2 separate regions of the Mus musculus genome follow, and region 1 is linked to region 2. The links are chromatin contacts, called in public promoter capture Hi-C maps. All regions are on one chromosome and are shown on one strand. The core of a region is the stretch at or near the end of the contact, and the rest is flanking DNA. Distances in the headings are between cores, read along the strand shown.

Evidence for each region. Promoter capture Hi-C pulls out the DNA fragments that hold promoters and counts their contacts.
Region 1: a contact with region 2 is called in a promoter capture Hi-C map of embryonic stem cells, with 2.3 times the contacts expected there. The contact joins the promoter of Polk here to the promoter of F2rl1 in region 2. A contact is called at or near these places in 2 of 39 promoter capture datasets (embryonic stem cells and liver), 1 of 484 Hi-C or Micro-C datasets (embryonic stem cells) and 4 of 115 datasets of contacts at active chromatin or transcription factors (embryonic stem cells and stem cell-derived neural progenitor cells).

What each region holds. Positions count from the first base shown.
Region 1 is chr13:96,537,666-96,544,256 of GRCm38.p6, reverse strand. It overlaps Polk (polymerase (DNA directed), kappa), which reads left to right and starts at 1,678. Exons shown (of 15, transcript NM_012048.3): 1 at 1,678-1,930. It overlaps Cert1 (ceramide transporter 1), which reads right to left and starts at 1,522. Exons shown (of 18, transcript NM_023420.2): 1 at 998-1,522. The coding sequence starts at 1,093.
Region 2 is chr13:95,520,390-95,526,948 of GRCm38.p6, reverse strand. F2rl1 (coagulation factor II (thrombin) receptor-like 1) reads left to right here and starts at 1,709. Exons shown (of 2, transcript NM_007974.4): 1 at 1,709-1,912. The coding sequence starts at 1,822.

The DNA.
Region 1 (6,591 bases), core at 429-2,928, 1.0 Mb before region 2:
TTGCTCTAAGCATTTCTTAAAGTTTAACAGGAAAGGACTGGGAAGTCATAAAGACTGAGTCTTCCCACAACAAAAACGTAAAATACAACACACTGTGAAATATTAACAAGATCACTTATTTCCAGCCCTATAAATTCTATCTAGGCTTAAAGGAAAGAAAGAAAGAAAGAAAGAAAGAAAGAAAGAAAGAAAGAAAGCTGAAACGGTGCTTTTAAAAGTACAGAGGCAAAACAAAACAAAAAATGTCTTTCCTTTCTGTACAAATACTGCATTACTAAATAACGCTCCTTTTCCTGAACTAAAGGTCGGTCTTCCTTCTGACACGTTCCAACTTACTATTAATATTTCTTATCCACAGCTTGCCAATTCAATAGCTCTTTTCTGAACTTGGACAAGGAGGGGGTAAGGTACAAAAGTGCCGCACACGCTTCCTACACCAAAGATCACTCACACCTCAAAGTTTACTATCTCAGATTTCAAGGCCAAACCCAGTCAACTGGTTTGCCTAAGTTACACCAATTAAGAGCCGAACAGCACCTGCCCCCATTCTGGTAGGGGCCTCCAAAATACAGTCTGAAAGGTCGATTTCACCGCCCTCCTGCCCAGCACTTCTTCAGACACCACGGGTTGCCCAACCCAGATTCCTACACCCCAGACAGCTGCGGCCTTGGGTTCCAAGTTACCAGATGCACCTTGCCTCCCGAACTAGATCACGGATTTAATACAAGCTTTCCAAGGTCCTCCGCCAAAGCTGACAGGATCCAGGAATTGGGGGGCTAGCGGTAAGGACAGTCCCAAGCACCTCCTATCCCATCCCTGGCCAGGCACTCATTCCAAGACGACCTTTCGGCCCCGCACCCCAGCACATTCCGCAGCCCCCGCCCCGGGACAGTCGGTGCCTCCAGTCCAGCCCCACCCCAGGTCCCGAGCGGCTCCCCCTCGCCTCGCGGCAGGTGAGTCCCGGCAGCGGATCCACGGTCCCCGCGGGGCAGCTCACCTTGCTGAGGACCCCGCAGCGCTCCACAGGCGGCCCGGACTCCGTCTCCGGATCCTCCTCCGAGCCCGACGAGTTCCAGCTCTGGTTATCCGACATGGAGACGCGACAGCCGAGCAGGAGACCGGCCCCCGCTCCGCGAGCTGCGCCAGTGCAGGCGCCTAGTCCCTGGGGTGAAGGGTCGGGGGATGGCACCGCCAAGAGAGCCCGCTCCGGGGAGTGAGGGAACAGGAAGAGGGACGAAGCGCGCCCGCCGCGCCGCCGCCGCCGCGCCTGACACCGAGCGGACCGGGGAAGGAGGACGAGCGGCGAAGAAAGCCTGCCCTTCCAGCCGTCAGCCGCCGTGGCCGTGACCCCTGCGCTGCGCCCGGCGCCGCCACCTGAACTCGGCCCCCTAGATGCCAACCTCAGTCAGGGAGGGAGGAGGGGAGGAAGACGGGAAGAGCCAAGCCAACGGCAGAGACCCAGATCCACTCACTCACACCTCCGCTACAGCCGCCATCTTCCTGCCGGGTCCACTATTTACCCTCCCTCCTCTCTCAGCTCCCTCCCCTCCGTCCTCCCATCCTCCCTCCACCCCGCCCCGGGCCCCTCCCGGCGGCTCGCGACGCTCCCTACCTCCGGCCCTCCCGGGTGACGACGGGTAGGGAAGGAGGCGGAGCCGGGAGAGGAGAAAGCTGAACAGGGAAGCCGCTGCGCTGCATTCTGGGAAGGCTGGCGCTCCGTCCGCCGCGCAGCCTCCTGGGAGTTGTAGTCGCAATCCTAGGCAACTGGTGTGTGTCCTGGGCGCGCCTAAAGGCTGGTTGCCTAGGGGAACCTTCTGAAGGCAAGTGGGCTTCTTTTGAGAGTTGCGTGCCCCTTTCCGTCCAGCCTGGCTTCCGATTCTGCCTTGCGTGTTTGTGACGAGCCAGCGAGCCGGGACGTGAGAACCCTCAGGTGAGGATGGTGGGCTGTGCGACGCTGCTTTCCGGAAAGCCCGGGAACATCTTTGCAACTTGCCTGGGCAAAAATGATAGGGACTCCGTCGCTTCACTCAGGTTAGGAGTTTATGATCTCTCCAGTCGCAAACTGAAGATTTGCTTCCTCTCTAAAACCGTCACTGTTAATTCCGAAGGACTACTGTCTATGTCTTCGGAAGTAGACTTAATATTTGACGTTTACTGCTGTTGGAGGAAGAATTCCTTCAGACTATTTTCTCACTGTTAATTTATAGAATTTTTATCTCGTGCAATTAATGTTGAGGTTGTCAGAGAACAAATAACGTTTAAAGAACTTCTTAAAAAGGAAATTAGGGTCATATTATATCCTGAAGTTTTCTCTTAGTTGTGAACAAGTATCTCCCCGGAGACCCATGTTAACCATCTTTTTCCTCCCCGGAAGACAGGATAACTTGGATAGAAACTTTCTATCATTAAGATCAAAATGCGAGTTTTACTAAATAATAAGGAATTAGGCAATAGGTAGCTATCAAATTCCTGATCATTTCCAACTTTGAAATTCCTTATTTAACTGCAGAAAGAATTTCTACCTGCTACCCAGATGGAAAAGTAAGAAATTTTGAGTGTTTGGGGGTAGGGTGGGGTGTTAAGGCACAATGACTAAGAAAAAACAAACAAACAAAACAAACAAAAACTCTGGGAGCAATCGAAGAGTCCTACACTCCACATGACAGGAAGTAGCCCTGAGAAGTTCTTGTGTAGAAGCATTCCTGGAGACTAAATGCAGTAGAATCTAAGTCTACTGTATGTCAGATACAAATGATTTTCCATCGTAAAATCATGACAAACATAACTGAAAGATATTCAAATGAATAAAACCTTAAGAGATAAAGATTTTAAGAATACCTTATCAGGGTGTTAAAACATAGCCCAAGGAGATATATGTACACACACACACACACACACACAGAGAGAGAGAGAGAGAGAGAGAGAGAAGAGGGCAAACCACTTTGTAAATTACAAGAGTATGCATTTAGATAGTTTGCTTTGCTTACTAAGTCAGATATGAATAGAATTTCTGATTCTTGTGCTAGGTTTTAGAATCACTGCTCTTAAAGAAAGTGGTTGTAAATATTGAGGAACTCACCTCACAATGCAATTTAGAATCACAGAAACAGTGTTATGTTTAATTTCTAAAAAGAACCTTCAATTTATTTGGTGACTCATTTAGGTTTTGAGTAATTGTGACCACCAACACCCAGCTCCTGCTTGCTCAGTTGAAAATTGCTTCCTTGTATTTAGTGTTAATGTTTGAGAAATTGCCTCCGTTGCATGGGTCCTTTGTACTAGAGGCTAAGATATTTTAAGTACAGGAAGATTTTTGTCTAGTGATTAGATTACCACATTAGAAATTATGGTTTGCATTATTACTGTTAGCAGAAAGCAGTGCCCTGCAGTAGCCATGCCGGAATGAAGGGTACAAGCTTTCTTTATTTCATAATAAAAATGGCCGCTGTCCAGCTGTCTGTCTTACATAGGGCCTTTTCTAATCCTTGTGCAGTGCTCCTCATTTTCATTAGCTTAATTTTTAGATCTTGTAAAATATGGGGTTTACTTTAGTGTGTAGAATGAAGTAAGAAATTAATTGTTGGTTTTTGGTTTTTTGCAACTGGGCATTTGGACCTGGCATTTTATTAAAGACTATTCTTTGTTTGTTTGTTTGTTTGTTTGTTTGTTTTGGGGGGTTGCTATTATTGTTTTAGTTGGTTGGTTGTTCAGTGATTTGGGGGTTTTTGGGTGTGTGTGGGGTTGGGGGGGGGGTTTGAGACAGGGTTTCTCTGTGTAGCCCTGGCTGTCCTGGAACTCACTTTGTAGACCAGGCTGTCCTCGAACTCAGAAATCCGTCTGCCTCTGCCTCCCGAGTGCTGGGATTTAAGGAGTGTGCCACCATGCCCGGCAAAAATACACTTTTTTTTTTCGGTTTGGTTTGGTTTGGTTTGGTTTGGTTTGGTTTGGTTTGGTTTTTAGAGACAGGATTTCTTCGTGTAGCCCTGGCTGTCCTGGAACTTGCTTTGTGGACCAGGCTGGCCTTGAACTCAGAGATCCACCTGTCTGTGCCTCTCAAGTGCTGTGCAATTAAAGGTGTGTATCATCAGCAACCATCCTGAACAGTCTATTCTTACTCTTACACAGATATGCCACCTTTATGACATATACAAACCCCGATGTATAGCCCTGCTACTGGGCTTCATTCTTTTCCTTTGATATATTTATAGCTATACCAATACTGTATTGATTTAATTGCTGTTTGCTTTTATATATTCAATGAAGAAATTGTCCTGGTCTTTTTTATTTTTCTAAAAATGTTTTAGATTTTCCAAAAGGATATGAAAGTAGCTAATTGAATTAGTTGAGAAATTGTGGGAAGATTTGGTGCTGGAAAGATGTTGCTCAAACACAAGGACCTGAGTTCCCATCCCTAATCCCCATGGACATGCCAGGCAGGGTGGTGCACGCCTGTAGTTCCAGACCTGTCTGGGTGGGACACGTGCATCCCTAGAGCTCACTAGCCTGCCAGCCCAGCTGAAATCATGCATTCCCAAGCTATGTGAGAGACCTTCCTTGTCCCTAAAAACAAGGTGGAAAGCAATTAAGGAAACTACTCAAAGTTGTCCTAGTCTCTACAGTCACACACACACACACACACACACACACACACACATGCATGTTCACACATACCTGTTAGTACATATACACATATCCATATGAAAATATTCAGTCATTAAAACACAGATACAGAAAATAAGTAAGTATAAAGATTTGAATTGTGACTGCACTTAATTGGTAAAGAAATCATATCCACACAGTATTATTTGTGTCAGCCAGATACCTTAAATATGTGATCTGACTTTTACCTTAAAAGTCATGTGAGTGGAGCATTGTTGGTCCTGTTATCCCATAAAGGATAATGAACTGAAGCACCGTGAGGCTGAGTAACTTACCCAGTGTCCCATGGCTACTAAGTGGCAGAGTTAAGATTTGAACCTACGTCTCTAAGTCTCTTTTATGTCCAAGTTTATATAAACCCCTTTCTGCTTTTTGAACCTAAGTCTTCTAGTTTCAAGTCCAAATAAACCCTTTTCTGTGCTTCTTAATACCACACTGGGAGGCAGTGTATAAAAATGATTCTATAGATGAGTGCCTCCAAGCCACTATATAAAACAATGAATTCAATAGATAAGGTATACATGCCACAATGCTTTTAATTCAGGCACTGATATTTAGCATTTCCCATTTTCCTCATCTACTGCCTTGTTTTTGCCCAACACCAGTTCTTTAGAGTTCATTATTACCTTCTATTTATAATATTTTATGTGAAGAAGCTTAACCGCAGAAAGGTTAAATTTTTCTTCCAAAAAGTCATAGTAAAGATGTATTTGAGGGCTGAGCCCCAAGCATCCAGACTTCAGAGTTCATTCTCACACCAGTGGAGTTTTCCCTCAACTCTTTCCCCTGGTTCTTCTACACCAATAGCAATCCCAGGCCTTCTTGTGCCTTGTATTCCACTGCCAACATCTAGAAGCCAAAATCCCTAGAGGTGTTGGAAATAAAAAATCCCTAGAGCTGTTTTACTGATTAACAATAGAGAGTGATGATAGACACCTCAAAGATGAGTTTCGGGGAACCCAGGTCAGTCAGTACAAAGCCTGTGTGTTCCTTATTCCTATAATAATCGTTACAATAAAGATGCATTTTGAGTTAAATAATGCCTTTTAGCTAATCTGGAAATTTAACTGCTCTTTATTAAAACTGTTCCCACCTCTAAAAACTATGACCAGTTAAAAATCGAAGAAACACTATTTTGCAAACTTGAAACTGGAGCTGTTACCATGTGAAGTAGAGGTGGTAATCTATGAACTGTGGCTGTCTGAAAATCACGCTGCTTGGGGCTCAGTACCTCTAATCCATCTAATCCAGGTACTCAAGAGGCTGTCTGGGGATTGTGAGTTACAGGCTACGCCTAGGCTGCATACCAAGACTCTGTCTCACTAAACAAACAAATCTTAAGAAGAGATGAACTAAATATAACATGTTAATAACACAGCTGTATTGGTAACCTTATTTTCATGACTGGAATAATTACCTAGGTGGCAACAGAACTGATCATTCAAGTTTTCTTCTGTATCATTTTATATGCAAAACACCCCCCCCCCCAATATCTACATGAGTTGATGTATGTTTATACTAGCTAAAGTGTCCAAGAACCTCCTCAAATTCAGTTAACATGAATTAACTTTCAACTCAGGGTTACTAGTGTTCTTGTTTCCTCTACATTTTCTATTTTACGATTGAGAGGAGTGCCCATTGTAGCACTTCTTCTCCTACCCTGTTGATGTCCTCTTTTTATGTTGTAGGGTTTTCCTGGCTTGTTTGTTCTGTTGTTGTTTGGTTTTTAGTTTTTTGAGACAATGCCTCAACCTGTTGCCAATCCTCCTGCTTTAGTCTCCCAAATACTGGGATTGCAAGTGTGAGCCACCATGTACACCTCCGCATTCTTTATGTTATGATGCATAGGTAATGACAATTATACCAAACTGCCACCTACCAAAAAGAATTATATGACACATTCCCATTTATATAAAGTGAAAACAAAACAAA
Region 2 (6,559 bases), core at 460-2,959:
AACTTCTTTGAGACACAGCCACGGGAGACCCCTCCAGAGATGTTCCATTAAAGAGAATTGTCTCAACCCTTGGGCTGCTTTTTCTGACCACTCTTGAGTGTGTGTCCGTGTCCATTACCTGTCCATTTCTGTTATCTAGAAAGGAAGCATTCTATTTTCATGGCCTATTCAGGACCATTTGCTTCTCTTCCTTTGATTTCTGGCTGTGTGTGATCCCGTTGGGGCAGAATGAACAGGCAGAAGACTAACCATCCATCAGGCATGTTGAGGTGTGACCCAGATCTTGCATCAGATGGAAGCTGCATTCTACACACTTATGGGACATGGCGGTGACCACTTGGCTCAAGGCTGCGCAGATATTAATAACTATCAACAGTGACTGCCTGACCCTTCCCTCTGGAGTGGAACCCCTCTGCAACATGCCAGGTGGATGTCCTCAAACCTGAGAGAAATGGCTAACTCCGGTCTCTCTTCTAACTCTGTCATCATTTCAGAGCTGTCCAGGACTGCAGCCAGCCCTTCCTACATTGAAATCCCCTCTCCGTGGAGACACCTGCTTTGGGCTCATCCGAGTCTCTTCCGTTTATGAATCCTTCCAGTATCTTCTCTGTAATTCAAACCACAGTTTTCTTGAACAACAGTAAAGTCTGACTTATTGTCCTAGTTTTAATTTATTTTTAAGATAGGGTTCTACTATGTAGCCCAAATGGTCTCCAATTCTTTATGCTCCTGCCTCTGTCTCTGTGGGGGAGATTCACTCTGGTCCTTGGACATGCTAAGCATGTGCTCTACTACCAAGCTACACACCCCAACCCATGCTTATATATTTCTTTGGAACATGGGATCACGATGCAGAAGAGACCCGAGTGGAATCAGGTATAGAGCAACAAGTTGTGGACAAATTTCAGTCATAGACTTGAGCTTGGACATTTACAAACTGTGCCAAAGAACTGTGTAACCCCAGAGGCAGCAAACATTCTAAGTTCCATCTCCTATTCTGTAAAATGGGAAGACAGATGGAGCGGGCACATACAGTGCTGAGGGCATTAGACAAGCTAACAGTACTGAACCATTGGCGGTTAGTGCTTCCCACACATCCAGGTTTGTTTAATGACACTGGATAACAGATGAGTTAATCCCAGAACTGGTGGAACAATCCTGGCACCCCAGCACTTAGGAGGTCGAGGCTGGAGAATCGTCACAAGTTTGAAGTCAGGTGGGTAGTAGGGAAAGAAAGCTTTCGCAAAAAGGCAAACCAAGACAACAATCAACAAAACAATAACCAACAAGAACCCCTTTCATATCGGTCCCGCACTGCCCATTACACCACAAAGCCTTCCACACCAATTACTGAAGACAAAGGCAACTAGCATAGACTTTCTAACATTCACAGGATGACCTCACTGGTTCTCTGAAGTAATTAAAGGTTAAAGATAGTTTTGGACATCGCCCAGGCTCTAAAACCCTGGGTCCCAACCTTCCTGTCATTTGCATTCCAATGTAGCCACCTCACCGGTCCAGCCTCACCCGCAGGCGACTCCAGCAGCCAAGTGGACGCTGGCCAGCACACGGGAGCTACGGTCAGGCTGTGCTGGGCCAGGTGGCCCGGGGTGTGGCCTGCGTAGGACGTTCGAGGGGGCGTGGTCTCCTGGGGGCGTGGTCTTCCGCAGGTGCGTCTAGGGGCTCCGGTTTCACTGAAACAGGTCCCGCCCCAGGAAGGCTCAGTGAAGCTCGTGTTAAGGGAAGGGACCCTGTGCTCAGAGTAGGGCTCCGAGTTTCGAACCACTGGTGGCGGATTGCCCGCCCGCCCCACGTCCGGGGATGCGAAGTCTCAGCCTGGCGTGGCTGCTGGGAGGTATCACCCTTCTGGCGGCCTCGGTCTCCTGCAGCCGGACCGAGAACCTTGCACCGGGTGAGCTCGAGCGGCGAAGGAACGCTCTGGGCTGGTGGGGGAATCGGGGAAGGCGGGCACACCCCCTGGACACTCTCTGTAGCTTTGATGGGGGTCCCTAACCAGGACCAATCAGCCGGGACACCTAAGTGCCACCAAAGACGCGCTAGAAACAATCCTGGTCTGGGCACTTCCAATCTCTACTCGTCGACGTGGTTCGGGGAGATAAGGAAGGAGCGCCCGCAGGACTCAGCCTCCCCTCCCTGCGGTCGTTCCTTTACAAACACTGAGTCAGTAATTGGTTTTCGCGGACCCTGCGAACTACGTCCTATAGGGTCTTACTAGACCCCCGGATTATAGCAGTTTGATGGCTCACGTATGGGTGGAGTGAGTGGGAGCCCGTGCCCTGGGAAGTTCCCACCTCGAGTTTTACACTCGCACCCACCCACTCACTGAACCCTTTCTTTGCGGGTTGAACCACAGTGTTCAAGACCCACTCGGGGCTACGGTACCTGGCATCGCAGTGGATGCGCTGGGCACGGGACTCAGGCGGTTTGAATGTCACGTGGTGGTAGAAGGGGCCCTTTCGGACCCTTACCAGGTGAAATCTCCAGCCTAGAGATTTCGAGACCTTCCCGCCGCCGGGAGCGAACACTGGCAGCCACCCAGGTCTCTCTCTGAGGCTGCCATGCCCAAGGAACCGAACTGCAGGAAAGCGGTTCGGGGCGGTGCTCCTCTGGCCCGCTGCCGGCTTGGGCGTTGCAGCTCCTGGTGAGCTCGAACTGGCCCTTCTAGAAGCCACGGAGACCTCTGTAGGCTGTAGGGTGGGGTGGGGGGGTGTTTGCTACCAGTGATAGCGCTATTGCAAAACCCGGCCTGGCGTTTCCGTTCTAAACTTGCTGTAGTCTTAAAGGCTATTTCTCACTTTTACTTTGTCGTTAAGTTGTAGAAGAGCGTCCAACCCCTCTCCGTTTGCCTGTCATTTAAAGTTAGAAATTTAAAAACTCAGGAACAAAGTGTGTGCAAACTTAAAAAAAAAGTGGTTGGAGGTGATTACTTTCGTGATTTACCTAGTATAGGAAGCATACCCTGATTAGTCGGCTTCCTCTGTTTTCAGAGTGAGGAGATTGGGAGGTAGAGGTTCCTAGCGTACGTGGTGAACTTGATTTTAACAACAACAACAAAAAAATTGGGTTACTTGTTAACCCGAGCTACTTAATATCCCAACTTGGCTTTTCTCTCTGCATAATTATGCTCCATTGCCGGTAACTTTCCTAAAGAGTTAGTCTAGTAACAGAGACTTTAGATACCGGGAGGTATTGGGTCCGTCCCCCCCCCCCCATTGTAATTAAATTAATTTTGGTTAGGACACGGGGCACCTTGCTTGCCTTCTTTGCTCATGCCGCTTAGGTCTGGTCTTTCTGCGTGCTCCTTGGCCTGTTAAACAGCAGATTGAGCTTGGTTTTCTCCACCCCCAAAAAATTGTTTCTCGGAAAGGGTCCCAGCTGGGGGGAGGGGCACTGAATTGCGAATGTGACGTTTAAGTCAGTTTCCCACAGACACAATCACTACTACTGTCTCCCTCTCCTGCTCCCCTCCCCCTCTTCCATCTCCATATTTTGTTTCTTGATTTCTTGCCATGCTGGGCATCCAACCTAGGGCTTTGCACAGGCTGGGCAAGTGCTGGACCGTTGCTATTTTCCTAGTCACACAGTCAGTCCATTTCAGTTTTAAGACTGGATCTTCTTGGGTGTGTGTTTGTTTTTTTGTTGTAGTCTTCCTTTTCTTCCTTTGAATTAGTCTCATTGTGTATCCCTGGTTGCTCTGAAATTGTCTATGTTGACCACACTGGCCTTGAACTTGCAACACTTTTGTCTGTTCTCCTGAATGATGGGATTACAGGAATGCACTACCATACCTAGACAACATTTTAAAATGTAATTTTAGAAAAATTATGTGCACTGGTGTTTTTGCCTGCATTCATATCTGGGTGAGGGTGTTGGATCCCCTTGAACTAGAGTTACAGACAGTTGTGAGTCCACGAGGGTACAATGCTGAGGCATCTTTCCAGCTCCCGATAACATTTTCTTTTTTTAAATTATAACATTAATATGTGGTCACTGAGAAGAGAAAACAGGGAAAGGAGAAATTTAACGGAATCATCCTAAACATTGGTACTTAAAATAACCACTTGCTAACATTTTGATTTATATCTTTCCCATGCTTTTGTACATGAGGAATACATAAAATACACATTTCTAAATTAGAAAGCCTTGTACAAGTATGGGATTTAACATGTAAAGGTCAGTAACACAATTTTAACAGCTTTAAAAGATGGCATATACACACTAACATGCACACACACACACACACACACCAGGTGTGGCCCAGGTATTAGGCACTAAACCTAGGGCCTCTGTGTATTAACCAGTCACTTTGCCACTGAGCTAGAGCCTCAGCCCTAATTTTACATTTTATTTTGAGGCAAAGTCTCCTTAAATTGCGCAAACTTTCCTCGAGTCCACTAGGTAACCCAGGTTGGCCTTGAACCTGGGGTTCTACTTCCTCATCCCGAGTAGCTATGGTTATAGACCAGCACCGGCAAACCTGGCTTCGTCTTGTTAAATTAATGTTTTGTGAACAGGCACACAGGATCTTTCCGAGGTCTCGTAGTATAAAAGAACTCTAGTGAACGTGGAGATGGGACTTGAGGTTGATGCTTGGTGCCTCTGCCTTCCTCCTGTTACTGATTAACCGTGATCCCTCAGGCCTCATGAAGTCTGTATTTGACTTTCTTATGGTTTTACTATCTGGACAAATGTTGAGGAAAACAGTTCCCCTTGGGAAAAAGAAAAAGAGTTTGCAAAGTTCGCTAAAAGTGTACCTAGGAAAGGATGGATAGGTTGAATATTAATAGTTGTTAATAGCAACTGAAACCTTTTTTTCTCTCCATCTGGTGCTCCCAAGAGTTGGTAGCGAAGAACTCTGGGAAAGGGCCAAAACACTGAGACCAAGCCTACCACCAACTGGTGTCCCTTAAACCACAGAAGGACCATCCTGCTGTCCTAGGACTTACTTGCATTTCAACAATAAATCTATATACAGTCAGGAGACAGGCTTCTGTGCATGTTTTGTAGGGGTGTTATAGCTCTTGTAAGTTACTGAAATAGTTTTGATATGGAGATGATTATTTTGTACCATGGTTAAACAGTGATTCAACTTTTAAAAAGATTGTGTCAGCTTGCATTATGAGTGGCCGAAAACCTAAGACAGAGAGAGCAAGGTTTGCTCTTCTCCCGATGTTCTGCTTCAAGGAAACACACTTTTTATAGCTTGGAGAGAGGAAAGCCTTGTACAAGTATGGGATTTAACATGTAAAGGTCAGTAACACAATTTTAACAGCTTTAAAAGATGGCATATACACACTAACATGCACACACACACACACACACACACACACACACACACACACACACACACACACACCAGGTGTGGCCCAGGTATTAGGCACTAAACCTAGGGCCTCTGTGTATTAACCAGTCACTTTGCCACTGAGCTAGAGCCTCAGCCCTAATTTTACATTTTATTTTGAGGCAGCCCTAATTTTACATTTTATATTGAGAGGACCCTAGATTTCAGGTTTTTTGAATAATGTACATTAGAGTCTTATGAAGCAGATGACAGCGTATTATTTTATTGGTTTCTTGTTTACAGTTGGCTGTATATTTCCTGTAGGAAGGTGAGTGTCTAATCTTAGGACTAGGGGTATAGTAACTTAGAAGCAGGCTGATACACAGGCCCGTTTCCTGTTTGGCAGTCGTGGGGGCTGGGTGTGGCCACGAACATGAGTGGGTGTATGTTTTTGTATGCCTGACAGGAACTGTTGATTGTAGCCCTACAAATAAGATGCACTCAGAGCCAGGTACTCTGGTGTGTCCCCAGTTCGTAGTCACCCATAGTCTCCGCTCAGTTTTGAAACACTGAGCCTGGTTTACAACTAGCATCAGGGATACCAGCAGTTTGGTATGCAATACAGAAAGGACAGAGCCTCAAGGACCTTTGAACTGGGACACAGAGTGGTTTAATGTGAATGGCTGCTACCGTTTGCGTGTTGTTTGTGTTCTGTATTCAAGATCTTGCTGAATAGCCCAGACTTGCCTGGAACTCATGATCTCCTGTCCCAGACTCTTCAGTGTTGAGTTTAAAGCTGGGATTCCCAACTCTATTTTGTGAGGGGCTTGGGGAGGCAGCCTGGAAATCAAGCCTTGTCCATCCATGCTGGGCAAGCACTTTACCACTGAGGTGCAGCCCCAACCTTTACAGTGGTATATCTGCACAGGGCTTGGGGAATCGAAGAATGACGCCTCCTCCTCCTCCTAGTCTTTCTTCCTCTTCCTTTTTTAAAGTTTTAACCCGAGCCATACTTCTTTAGTTGGAATGTTGTTCCTAGTTACTTCTTTCTCTTTATCATTCTTATACATTAGTTTTGGTACCCACCACAACAGCAGTGATCAGTAATTCTTGGGTAGATGTGTTTCATCTCTACCCTCAGCCTGTCTTTCTGTGTTACTTTTAATAGCTTTATTAGGGTCTCGATGCCAAATAATTTTCATAACACACAGTTAGCCCATTTAAAGAGAGTCCAGTGCCTTTCGGTATACTTACAGA